Regions from separate parts of the Mus musculus genome. Here regions 2 and 3 are each linked to region 1. The links are chromatin contacts, called in public promoter capture Hi-C maps. All regions are on one chromosome and are shown on one strand. The core of a region is the stretch at or near the end of the contact, and the rest is flanking DNA. Distances in the headings are between cores, read along the strand shown. Region 1 holds the start of Tpmt (thiopurine methyltransferase). Region 2 holds the start of Iars (isoleucine-tRNA synthetase). Region 3 holds the start of Cenpp (centromere protein P).

Region 1 (3,408 bases), core at 559-3,058:
GCTCCTGATGGAATGAGATGTGACGGGTCACCCACTTCTCTTTCCAGTCTTCCAGGGTTAGTACTTGGTTCTTTTGTACCTCAGCATCAGGGTGCTCTTTCATATCAAGGGACATGGTACCATCCACGGGTTGTAGACAATTTTTGTCTCTGAGGTTGGTGTCTCCAGTGCCTAAGTGGAAAGACATCTACAATGATGTCATTCAGGAACATTGTGATTCTATTAATGAACGCTACAAAACCCTCTACCTAGGGCAATAGCTTTAAAAACACATATCAGCATTAAAGACAGGAGAGTCGTCACATGCCCCCAGTACTTGGGAGATAGAGGCAAGAGGGTTATTGCAAATTCCAGGCCGACATGATCTATATAGTAGATTCCAGGCCATCCAGGGCTACGTAGCAGGACTCTCTCAAAAACAAATAAGATATGAATGGCAGCATGCCTTCAATCCCAGCAGTAGTTAAGAGTACTTGTTGTTCTTGAAAAGAACCCAGTGCAATTCCCAGAAACCACAAGGTGTCTCGTGGCTGTCTGTAACCCCGTTGCAGTGGATCCAATACAGGCAAGACATTCGTTCATATAAGGAAAAAAAAAAAAAAACTAAAAAAAAATTCCACAGTTCCAACCTGCCCTTTAAATCATTGGTGATCATATGTCTTGAATCTGTGAACCAGCAAACATGTCACAAAGGCAGTAATGTAAGGAAATGTCCTGTTGTTGCATGATTTAGCTTCTGTGCTTAGGATTAAAGAAGGACCATCCCCATCAACTCTGGGAACGGAAATGCACTTCACAGCCAAGTATTTGCTAACAAAAGGCTTTTCCCTGATGCTCATGTCAGGGGGCAGAGTCCAGCATTCTGAGAGGTCGGAGGGAAGTATGGGATTATTGTGGATACAGAAAAGCAAGAGAATCGCTCTCCTCCCATCTCCACTCTCTATCAGAAGCTGTGATGCCCAAAGGTGCCCTACAGAAACAAGGGCTCTCCTGAACACAGAAGAAAGATCTTTAGCCCACCCAGCTCTACCTCACCGAAGCTGGGGCTGTTAAACACAACCACTTAGCTGTTGTAACAGCGCCTCAGAGTGGTGCTCACTGATCATTTTTTGAGAAAAAAAAAAATTCTAAAAACAATAAAGGTGCAAAGTACAAGGTTGAGAAAAGACAGATCCGCAATAACTCCCACTAACAAACGTTTACGTCCAATATGCCTACCTAAAAAACATCTTTTTCTGCCTAGGATTTTTTTTTTTCATTTTTAACAGAGGGTCTATCTAGAACTCACTATATAGTACAGGCTGACCTCTAGCTCGCCCTGATCCTCCTGCCTCAGCTTCCTCGTACACAACAATGCTTGGGTTCTGCTTTAGTTTTATTTTTGAATTTCATTAAACTGAAAAGCTAACTTCACTGAAGTCCACAAATCTCCAGGATGGCTCAGTATTTTACACGTGGACATTGTTATCTGAAACACACCACTAAGCAAGGGGCTACTTAATACATCGGACTCAAAGCATTTCTAGTCTGATCATTTATTCCCAGTTTTTGCTGCGGTTATCGGAACCCCTTTTCGGGACTCAAGTAGCTGGGTCATCCATGCTTTTCGGGAGCCCCATTCTGAAAAAACGCTGTAACAGGCTCACACAGTCTTAGCAGATGACCGCCTTTACTACCGGTTGAGAACTTACTTACCTTGGCTGCAGCTAGCTGCTTACCTCTCAGACACTAGCCCGCCTTTGTAAGCCGGGAGCTGTGCAAGGACTCACAGGCCCCGCCCCAGGGGCGAAGGCCCCGCCCAATGTGGTCTGATCCCACCCCGGAAAAGATTATCCAGGCTCCGGTCCTATAGGCCCTGCCCGGGGCGTGAGAACTCTGCCCAGGACACGCAGGCTCCGCCCAGCGTGCAGACCACGCCCAGGGCGCGCAGGCCCCTCCCAGGACCCTGTGACCCCACCCAGGCCGCCCAGGCCCCACCTTCAAACCTAAGCCCCGCCCCGAAGCAAGGTCTCCGCCCAGAACGCGTAGGGCCCCGCCCTTAGCAGCTGCCGAGATTGCGCAGTGGCGGAAATCATCGGGGCGGGGCGAGCGCCGGGACCCTCCTGCTCCCTGGGCCTGTGCGCTCCTCCCACTCCGGGTCACGGCGTGATAGGGGCGGAAGCGGCGGCGGCCGAGCTGCTGCAGCTGGCAGTGCGGATCAGGCCGTCCGGTGCAGCCCGGTGCAGCCCAGGGCAGCATTCGCCCCCTGGCCAGCGCTCTGAGGTAGGGACTCGAGCCTCACGCGGGCGCGCTTGGGGGTGGCGGCGGGCTTCGGGTGACAGCTCCGCACAAAGCGGCCGGCTGTGTGTTGAGCCTGGTCTGGAGGCGCGCGCGTTCCCCGGGGCTCCCCGGCGTCCCGCGTTTGGAAGGGGTGGCGTGGGGGACCCTGTGCAAGCCGGGGCTTCCCGCGCTGGGCTGCGGGGTTGCGGCGCCGCGGGCTTTCCCACTCGTCGCTCTCTTGGAACCCTGCAGGGAGCTGCTTGCGCCTCGGCCGGGCGGAGGTGAGTTGGGCGGCGGCTGCACCTGGCACTCTGGCGCCGGCACCAGCTGCGGACCGGGTGGACAGGACCCCAGTCTGGATTTCCACTCTGGGCTATGGGAACCCCGCAGCCTGGAGGAGGGGTCTTACTCTGGGATTCCACCCAGCGCTGTAGGGAACCCATCTACATGGAGGCAGGACCCCTTTCTCTGCTCCCACCCGGAGCTGTAGGAGCCCCTTAACGTAGAGGAGTTACCCCACTGTAGGAATCTCTTAGCCCAAAGGAGGGAACCCCACTCTGGGCTCCCACTCGGGGCCGTGGAAACCACCCCCCGCCAGTCGCGAAGAGAGACCCTAGGCTGCGGTCCCACTTGCGGACCAGGGAACCCCGTAGCCAAAAGGAGGGACCCTATACTGTGCTCCCACCAGGGACGTGGAAACCCCGCAGCCAGGAGGGGGGACACCAGACTGCCTTCCCCACTCAGGGTGGTCGGGAATCCCCAAAGCTTGGTAGGAGGGGCCCAGGCTTCCCTTCCCGCTCTGTGGTGGTGAGGAGAAACCCCACGCTGGGCTCCTGTGTGGGGCAGTGGGAGCACCGCGGCCAGGAGGAGGGATCCCAGGTTGCGATCCCCACCTTGGGCAGCGAGGCGCCGTCAGGTTCGCTGGTGTAGCGGATACCTTGGGCATCTGCCGCGAGGGCCGCTGATGAGGGCTCAAGCAAGCCTTCCTTGGGATTGCACACCACCAGGTCCCGGTCCATATGGCTGATAGTCGGCGCAGCTGGCCTGTAAGAGAAGCAGGCCCAGCTGCAGAAAGTTGGGGTTGAGTGATCTGGAACCCAGCCACCGAGGCCCAAGTTCTCGAGCAAGCAGCAGACCACGCCAGGTGTG
Region 2 (3,408 bases), core at 385-2,884, 2.6 Mb after region 1:
TTTTTTTTGTTTGTTTGTTTGTTTTTGAGACAGATTTCTCTGTGTAGCCCTGGCTGTCCTGGAACTCAATTTGTAGACCAGGCTGGCCTCGAACTCAGAAATCCACCTACCTCTGCCTCCCGGGTGCTGGGATTAAAGGCGTGCACTACCACGACCAGCGAAAGTTTTTTAATTACCTATTTTCTAGACGAACTGTTCCTTTACTTCCCAACAGTAGTTTATAGTGTTTCTCAATCCAATTTTTAAACAGCCTGGTCCAGTCTACACTACCTATGGGTACATAAGTTTCTTTCACTTTGTGCAGGGACCTTTGTTCTATTTCTGCACGCTGATCAGAGGATAAACATGAGGTGAACCAATTGGCAATTTAAAGAATGCAAAGCTTAAAAACTCCAAATATTTCTGGTTAATAAGGATACTCATAATTAAGAAAGCAAGAAGCACAGGCAAACACTGCATCTAATTTTCGACACCATAGGGCCTAGAACTGTTGAATAAAACACTCAACAGTTATCAAAATGTTCTAAAACTCGCCGAGATTTCTACTTCATTTAGGCCAAATCCGTTTTTTTGTTTTTGTTTTTCTGTCATTAATAAAATAGGCACTTATTTACCTAATTAACGCTGTCAATTTATCAAGGCCAAAACTTACTTTCACAGACTGGTGTCAACGTTCTCATTTGTTCTAGGCCGGATCCGAAGGGTACTAAGTAGATATGTAATGATACATAAGCAAAATTTTGAAATGAAAAGAACCATTGCAATGACATTCAATAAAGGGTTCAGATTATTGTCAGACCCTCTTCCCTTCTCTTGCCATTTACCACATGGTTAGTAGTCTCCAGGTTAATATGTACTGTTCCCAAAATAATTGTGGGAGTCACTTGTCAGAAGTTTCATATGTAGCATAAATTTTAGATGCCATCACAGCTGGGAATCTAACTCAGTTGGCAGTGTGTGGCTATGGTGCACAAATGGCCGGCTTATCCACCGCACCATATAAAAACAGGCGTGATGGAACATTTCTGTAACTCCCATTGTGGAGGCAGAAAGTTCTGCAGTTCAAGGTCATTCCTTAGCTGCTTAGGAGTTCCGGAGCCAGCAGGAGATACAAGAGACCCTGAGTCTAAACTAATTTTATATGGCGTCAAATGTCCAGATCTCAAATATACTCACATATATTTAATAATATTCACATATATTGACATATATTTAAGAATACTGGGGTTGGAGAGATGGCTCGGAGGTTAGGAGTACTGGCTGCTCTTCCAGAGGTCTCCAGTTCAACCCCAAGCTTTCACCATTCTGGCTTACAACGAATACATGCAGGCAGGAGACTGTGTACAAATAAACAAACCCTTTTAAAAAAGAGAGAGAGAGAGAGTACTGACATATGGACCCAGGACGAAAGGGTGTCTCTCGTTCATAGGCCAAGACTTAGAAGGCAAAAACTTTGCCACATTGAGTAGCCACTGACTTGCCGGGTTAGGGCTCTGGAGCGTCTTCTCCTTCCTTTGCAGGGACGCTCCCATCCTGCTCTGCAGTTATGCACGGACCAATCGCCACACGTGTTGTTTGTAGGTGTTGGATGGCACACGCTGATTGGGCGCCGCGGAGGGGTTGAGCCTGGCACTGTCAGTATTGCATCACCTCCAGACGCGGAACGTGGTCGCAGGCTGCAACCTGAGCGAGCTCTCCGGGTTCCCAGGTAAGCCGCACCCTCTTGTCCTTCTGGGCCGCAGAGTGAGGCCCGCCCGTGTAACAACCTCCAGACAGCACGAGGCGGTGAAAAAGGAGCACGCTGCTTCTCACTGTGAGTGAGCTGCGGGCACAAAGCTATTTCCAGAGAGCTTTCGTGGAGGGAGAGTAACATTGCAGAACTCAGAGCTGCCCGCAGATTCTGGCCTGACTCGTTGGGTGGAGGACTGAGATCCTTAGAAGTACCCCCTTCACTTAGTGGGACCTTGGTGGCTTATGAGCAGGGAGTTGTGAGAATGCAGCGTGACATAGTATCCGAGAGAAGATCGGAATCTGATTGAGGTCACTGCCAAGTTAGGTGTTTTAAAAGAACTAACCTAGGAGTCTTTCTGGAGTCTGGGCTTCTCCCAACTGTGCTGGGATTCGCGTGTACTTATCTCTCGGTACCAAGGTAGGTAGGTTATGCGCTGCACGCTTGTCCTGGGCTCACAGAATCTGCTAATGCAGTTTAAGCTCACTGTTGGCGGCCCTACAGAACAAACTATTGGGGTTTGGAGGTGTGAAGAGATAACTTATCCGGGTCTCCTATAGGCTTGGACTGAAGGTGGGCAGAGATTATACTCCAAGGTTTATATAAATCTATCCTGTCTGGACAGAAGATGAGGGGGTCGTTGTTGTCATTTTGGCTTGGGACGTGTGCGTGATGAATATGTGAGAGAATAACTTCGTTTTCAACCTCATGAATTTGTTCTCTTTTTTACTGTGTTAGAGAAATAAGCCGAAATCATTGAGAAACTCACAGAATGCAAACTAGTGTATCTGAGACTTGCTCTTTTGTTTCTCAGTGTATAGGTAGAAAGTATAGAGTTGGTCTTCTCTAACTACTAGTTCTGCATCTGGGCTTTCAACCAGCCAGTGCTCATGCTATGTGGTTAGGTCTGTAGTAGTGACATGTACTGTACGTGTACAAACGTAATGTCTTGGTCATTATTTCCTAAGCAATATAGTATAGCAATTGTGTATCTAGGATTTAAATGTATTAGGTAGGATAAGTAAAGATTAGTTAAAATACACCGGCAGATGCATGTAAATTATAGGCTAATACTATGTTTATAAGAGAATTAAGCATCCTTGTATTTGGGTGTTCCAACAGATCCTGAATCCAGTACCCCGTGGATGTGGAGGGGCGTTTCTGTTTGACTGGCTTGTGTTTTGTTGTTGTTGTTGTTGATGATGATGATGTCTTAGTCACTTGTTCCTCTGAAGAGACACCCAGAGTGACAATGAAATGCCATTTTTGTGGAACACAGTACACACATGGTACATGAAACATACATGCAGATAATACCTGTGCACATTAGAGAGATGAATAGTGGATCCCTTTAGCAGAGTTAAAAGAGACGTCAGGTGTAAAAAGTAAGATGATGATGTATGCCTCTCCCGTGGAGCCTAGCCTGGCTTCAAATTGTCCTCCTGCCTCAGCCTCCCAAGTGATGGTATGGTAGGTGTGTGTCAACATAAGCAGCAGCACCCATGGCATTGTGGGATACTTTGTCAAGATAAGTTGAGATCATCTTAAGCAAAGGTTGGTGGAAATAGTGTATAAATAGCTAAACGGTCAGGTAAGACTATGGTTCGTAGCTGGAGTGCATGCCTTGTGTGCATAAGGTTCTGGGTTCAAGCCCCAGGCCCCCCAAAGCACACCTGTGA
Region 3 (3,408 bases), core at 551-3,050, 2.6 Mb after region 1:
ATATTCTGGCTGCCAATCCACTCAACTATCAGGATCATTTTAAAAGTATCTTGGAGAATCAATAAGATGGCTCTGCAGGCAAAAGTACTTGCTGCACAAACCTGTAGTTCTATTGCCACTGGAGGGAAAGAACTGTCACTTGGACATGTCTATTCAATCTCTGACCTCCATAAATATGTTATAGCATACAAATGGAATAATAATAATAATAATAAATTAAGTAGCTCAGGAAACAGGTCTCAATCTTCCTTCAAAATGAGAAAAAAAATCATTAAATCTACACATTTTGGATTGACATTTAATGTATTCCCTAATCTGGACTCTTAACTTTTCAGTTCCATTACCGAGGAGTCCCAGATTCCATAACCAATCTACTATACCATACTGGGCTTACAATGACATCTTCTGGTGGGTTAAGAAACTATTTTCCCATGGTCTGACAAAGAACTTTTCAAAAGTTCAGGGGCAGGCTGTGTTGATAAAATATAAATTCTAAACTCGGTAAGTAGGGATGGAGTCAGCCTGGCAGGCTCCCCAACTCTAATCTTAATGCTTCCAGTCTGTGGGCCATCCCTGAATCAGCAGCAGGCATCTCCATTCTTGCTGTGAAGAGCATGCACAGCTGGAGGCCACACACACATCTCCCTCTTTCTTTCAACAGTTAACAACGTTCTCTTTCTTTAGAATTTGTTTCCTGCACTAAGGTTCTCTGAACCTGTTCCAAATTACACCTAATAAAAAAGGTATTTTTTTTCCATGTTTAAGATACTAAGTTACTGCTAGTTCTAGCCTTCCTTCTCTCTTTGAATGGGCAATGCTTGGGCTTTGGATTTCTCTAGGACCTTAGGCAAGCTATTTAACTATTTAACACTCAGATCAACTACCTTTAAATAAGGCTTAACAATAGTAACTAATCAGAAGACTATCACAGTTTCCTATAGAAGGCATTAGCCATATATACCAATTTGACCATGCTAGGCTGCCCTGCCCTGGGGCTATATACCCCCAACCCTTATGTTTCTAACATAATGCAGAAAAAAAAAAAAAAAAAAAAAAAAAAAAAAAAAAGGTCAGGGCCCCTTAACTACATCGTTAGATGAGTCACAAAAACAAATCCATGAAACCAGAGTAAGGAGGGAATCCCAACTAGACAAGAGCAAGTATGGTGGCTCAGGTAATAACTCCAACACTGTGTGTGGGAGTTGGGGGCTGCGGAATAGAAGACTCTTGAGTTTGAAATCAAATTGAGCCAGTTCCTGACCTACAGAGTAACAATGTCTCCAAACCCAGAAAAACAAAACAAAACAAAACCAGCTATCTAGATGCTGTTCTCCCGAAGGCAAAGACTGCTTAAAGAAAAGCCAGATTTTCCCTTTGATTCTCATCAACTGGGCGAAAACAACCCTTAAGGAAACTATTTTCTGCTGATTATAATCAAGTCATAAGCCCCAAACGCAGCGTTCACACACTCATGAGGTCATCGTTCTCCCAGAACACTGATTCAAGTTCACATTTCAGGACGTCTCCCACCACGTTCTTGAGCATGGGTCTTGGGGGGGTGAGGGAGTCGGAGTCCAGAACTGTCATAAGGTTGAGAGGTCCGCGGGGTGCTACAGGGCATGGGCTGGGAGGGATGGACCCGAGCCACGTACCAGGCTCCGGACGCCTTCTCCCCAGCGTTTTGCAGCATTCTGCACTCTCGCTGCAGCGCTGCGACCTCCGCCTCCAGGGCGCGCAGTTCGCGGGTCTCGGAATCCATGGCTACCGACGTGGAACCCTGAAGGTGAAGTAGCCCGGAGAATGGCAGTCTGGGCGCCTCGGGCAGCCAGGAGACTTCAAGGAGCGCGCGCGCTCCTGGAACGGACCACTCTCGAGCTCACGGGGGGAGAGGCTGCCGGGAGTCGCGCGTCCACGCCCACGGCCTCGGACGACGTTCCCGAGCCTGACGGCCCGCGAAATGTCGCGTCGAGCGTCTAGACACCCCCGCCGCCTCTGCGAGTTGGTTCGTTCCAAATTGCACGTCACCCTCCAACGGCCGCCCATCCCGTCTAACGGCCACTGGGCCAGCCGAGCTCTTACGTCACCGAAGGGGGCGGATTCTCGGAAGCACGAGGAAAGGAGTCTCTTTATTTTGGTTCCGCTTCTTCACTTCCGCCTACTTGAACCGGAAATCAGGAACCACGCGGCGGAGTGTCTTTTCTGTAGGAATTACCGATTTTTATTTTTCTTTCTCACACTCTGTCAGTTTTACAACGTGGAGGAGAACTAACAGAACGTCAGTAAAAGCGAAGGCGGAGGAAATAAAGAGCCCTCTGGAACTGCGGGATAACGGAACCTTAGGAGATTGGGTTGGAAACTTTGTAGGAAGGAAAGGAAAATGCACTTGCCGGCACGTGTTATTAGACGTTAAGTGCTACGCCGGGCTTGAGCTGAGTCGGACAAGCGCCCTGAGGAAGAGTGTTTGCTCGTGAGAAGTGATGGGCTATTGGGCTTAGCCTCTCCTCTCCTTCCTTAGGGGCTTCTCGAAGAGAGAGGGCAGGGCTGGAAGGATGGGGCGGTGGCTACCAAGAAGGGGTACACTGTAGGTTTTTTTCCCAGAGTGCTGGCCTTTGCTTTGGGCTTCTGCCGCTATTTAGTGATCTCGCTTGGAAGGAGACAGCCAACTTTTGAGAAAGGTTTGAGTAAGAGCTGAACATCCGCCGAGAGCTAAACGAGATGGAGCGACCTCTGGAAAACGTTTCCAGCAATCTTGGTAGGACAGTGTTAACAATTCCGGGTTCCAAAATTAGACTTCATTATGATCCTTGCTGTCACCACTACTGTTTTCTAAGTGGCACTGGGAAAAGCCGTAACCGCTCCTACTCCCCTGACCGATGAGATCCACTCAGACTGCTTTGAACAATACAGGCACACAGTGGGGAAACATATTTTAGGTATAACTTAAGTTGCCGTCTTTGTGATTTAACAGCGCTTAGGGGACACTTGTATTTTGCCATACTATTGTAATTGCAGACTTTGTTATGACTGGAGCTCCAGGATGAAGCTATTTTTATCCGTTAGCTTACTATTTTTGCCAGTATATGTTAAGGTAAAAATGTAGAAATGAATGGGGGAGGGCAGTACTTCGAATAAAAAATCAATAAGGATAAGATATAATAGCTGTGGTTGTTTTAGAGAAAACATCTGGGAGAAGATGTGTGGATGTGCTGTACTTAGGTGCAGTTGCAAAGTGTGTTCATTGAGAATGTGGATGGAGGGCCTTTGTAAAATCTCCACTGATAAAATCTGAAAGCAATACATATGAAGAGACATAGCTTCATAAGATGAAGTTGGCACAGAAGTTTCAGGGGAAAGAGTTGTGTTAAATTTCTGGAAAACTATTAAATTGTTTTTCTGTCCAAAATTAAC

The links. Capture Hi-C pulls out chosen DNA fragments and counts their contacts.
Region 2: a promoter capture Hi-C map of liver shows a contact between it and region 1, with 3 times the contacts expected there. The contact joins the promoter of Iars here to the promoter of Tpmt in region 1. A contact is called at or near these places in 1 of 484 Hi-C or Micro-C datasets (CD4 T cells) and 1 of 9 other capture datasets (liver).
Region 3: a promoter capture Hi-C map of adipose tissue shows a contact between it and region 1. The contact joins the promoter of Cenpp here to the promoter of Tpmt in region 1. A contact is called at or near these places in 1 of 484 Hi-C or Micro-C datasets (CD4 T cells) and 1 of 9 other capture datasets (adipose tissue).

Annotation. Positions count from the first base shown.
Region 1 is chr13:47,041,409-47,044,816 of GRCm38.p6, forward strand. Tpmt (thiopurine methyltransferase) reads right to left here and starts at 1,809. Exons shown (of 9, transcript NM_016785.2): 1 at 1,696-1,809; 2 at 1-171. The coding sequence starts at 115. It overlaps Kdm1b (lysine (K)-specific demethylase 1B), which reads left to right and starts at 2,091. Exons shown (of 21, transcript NM_172262.3): 1 at 2,091-2,262.
Region 2 is chr13:49,680,496-49,683,903 of GRCm38.p6, forward strand. It overlaps Iars (isoleucine-tRNA synthetase), which reads left to right and starts at 1,635. Exons shown (of 34, transcript NM_172015.3): 1 at 1,635-1,708.
Region 3 is chr13:49,650,931-49,654,338 of GRCm38.p6, forward strand. It overlaps Cenpp (centromere protein P), which reads right to left and starts at 1,801. Exons shown (of 8, transcript NM_025495.3): 1 at 1,653-1,801. The coding sequence starts at 1,759. Nol8 (nucleolar protein 8) reads left to right here and starts at 2,148. Exons shown (of 17, transcript NM_001271397.1): 1 at 2,148-2,752. The coding sequence starts at 2,716.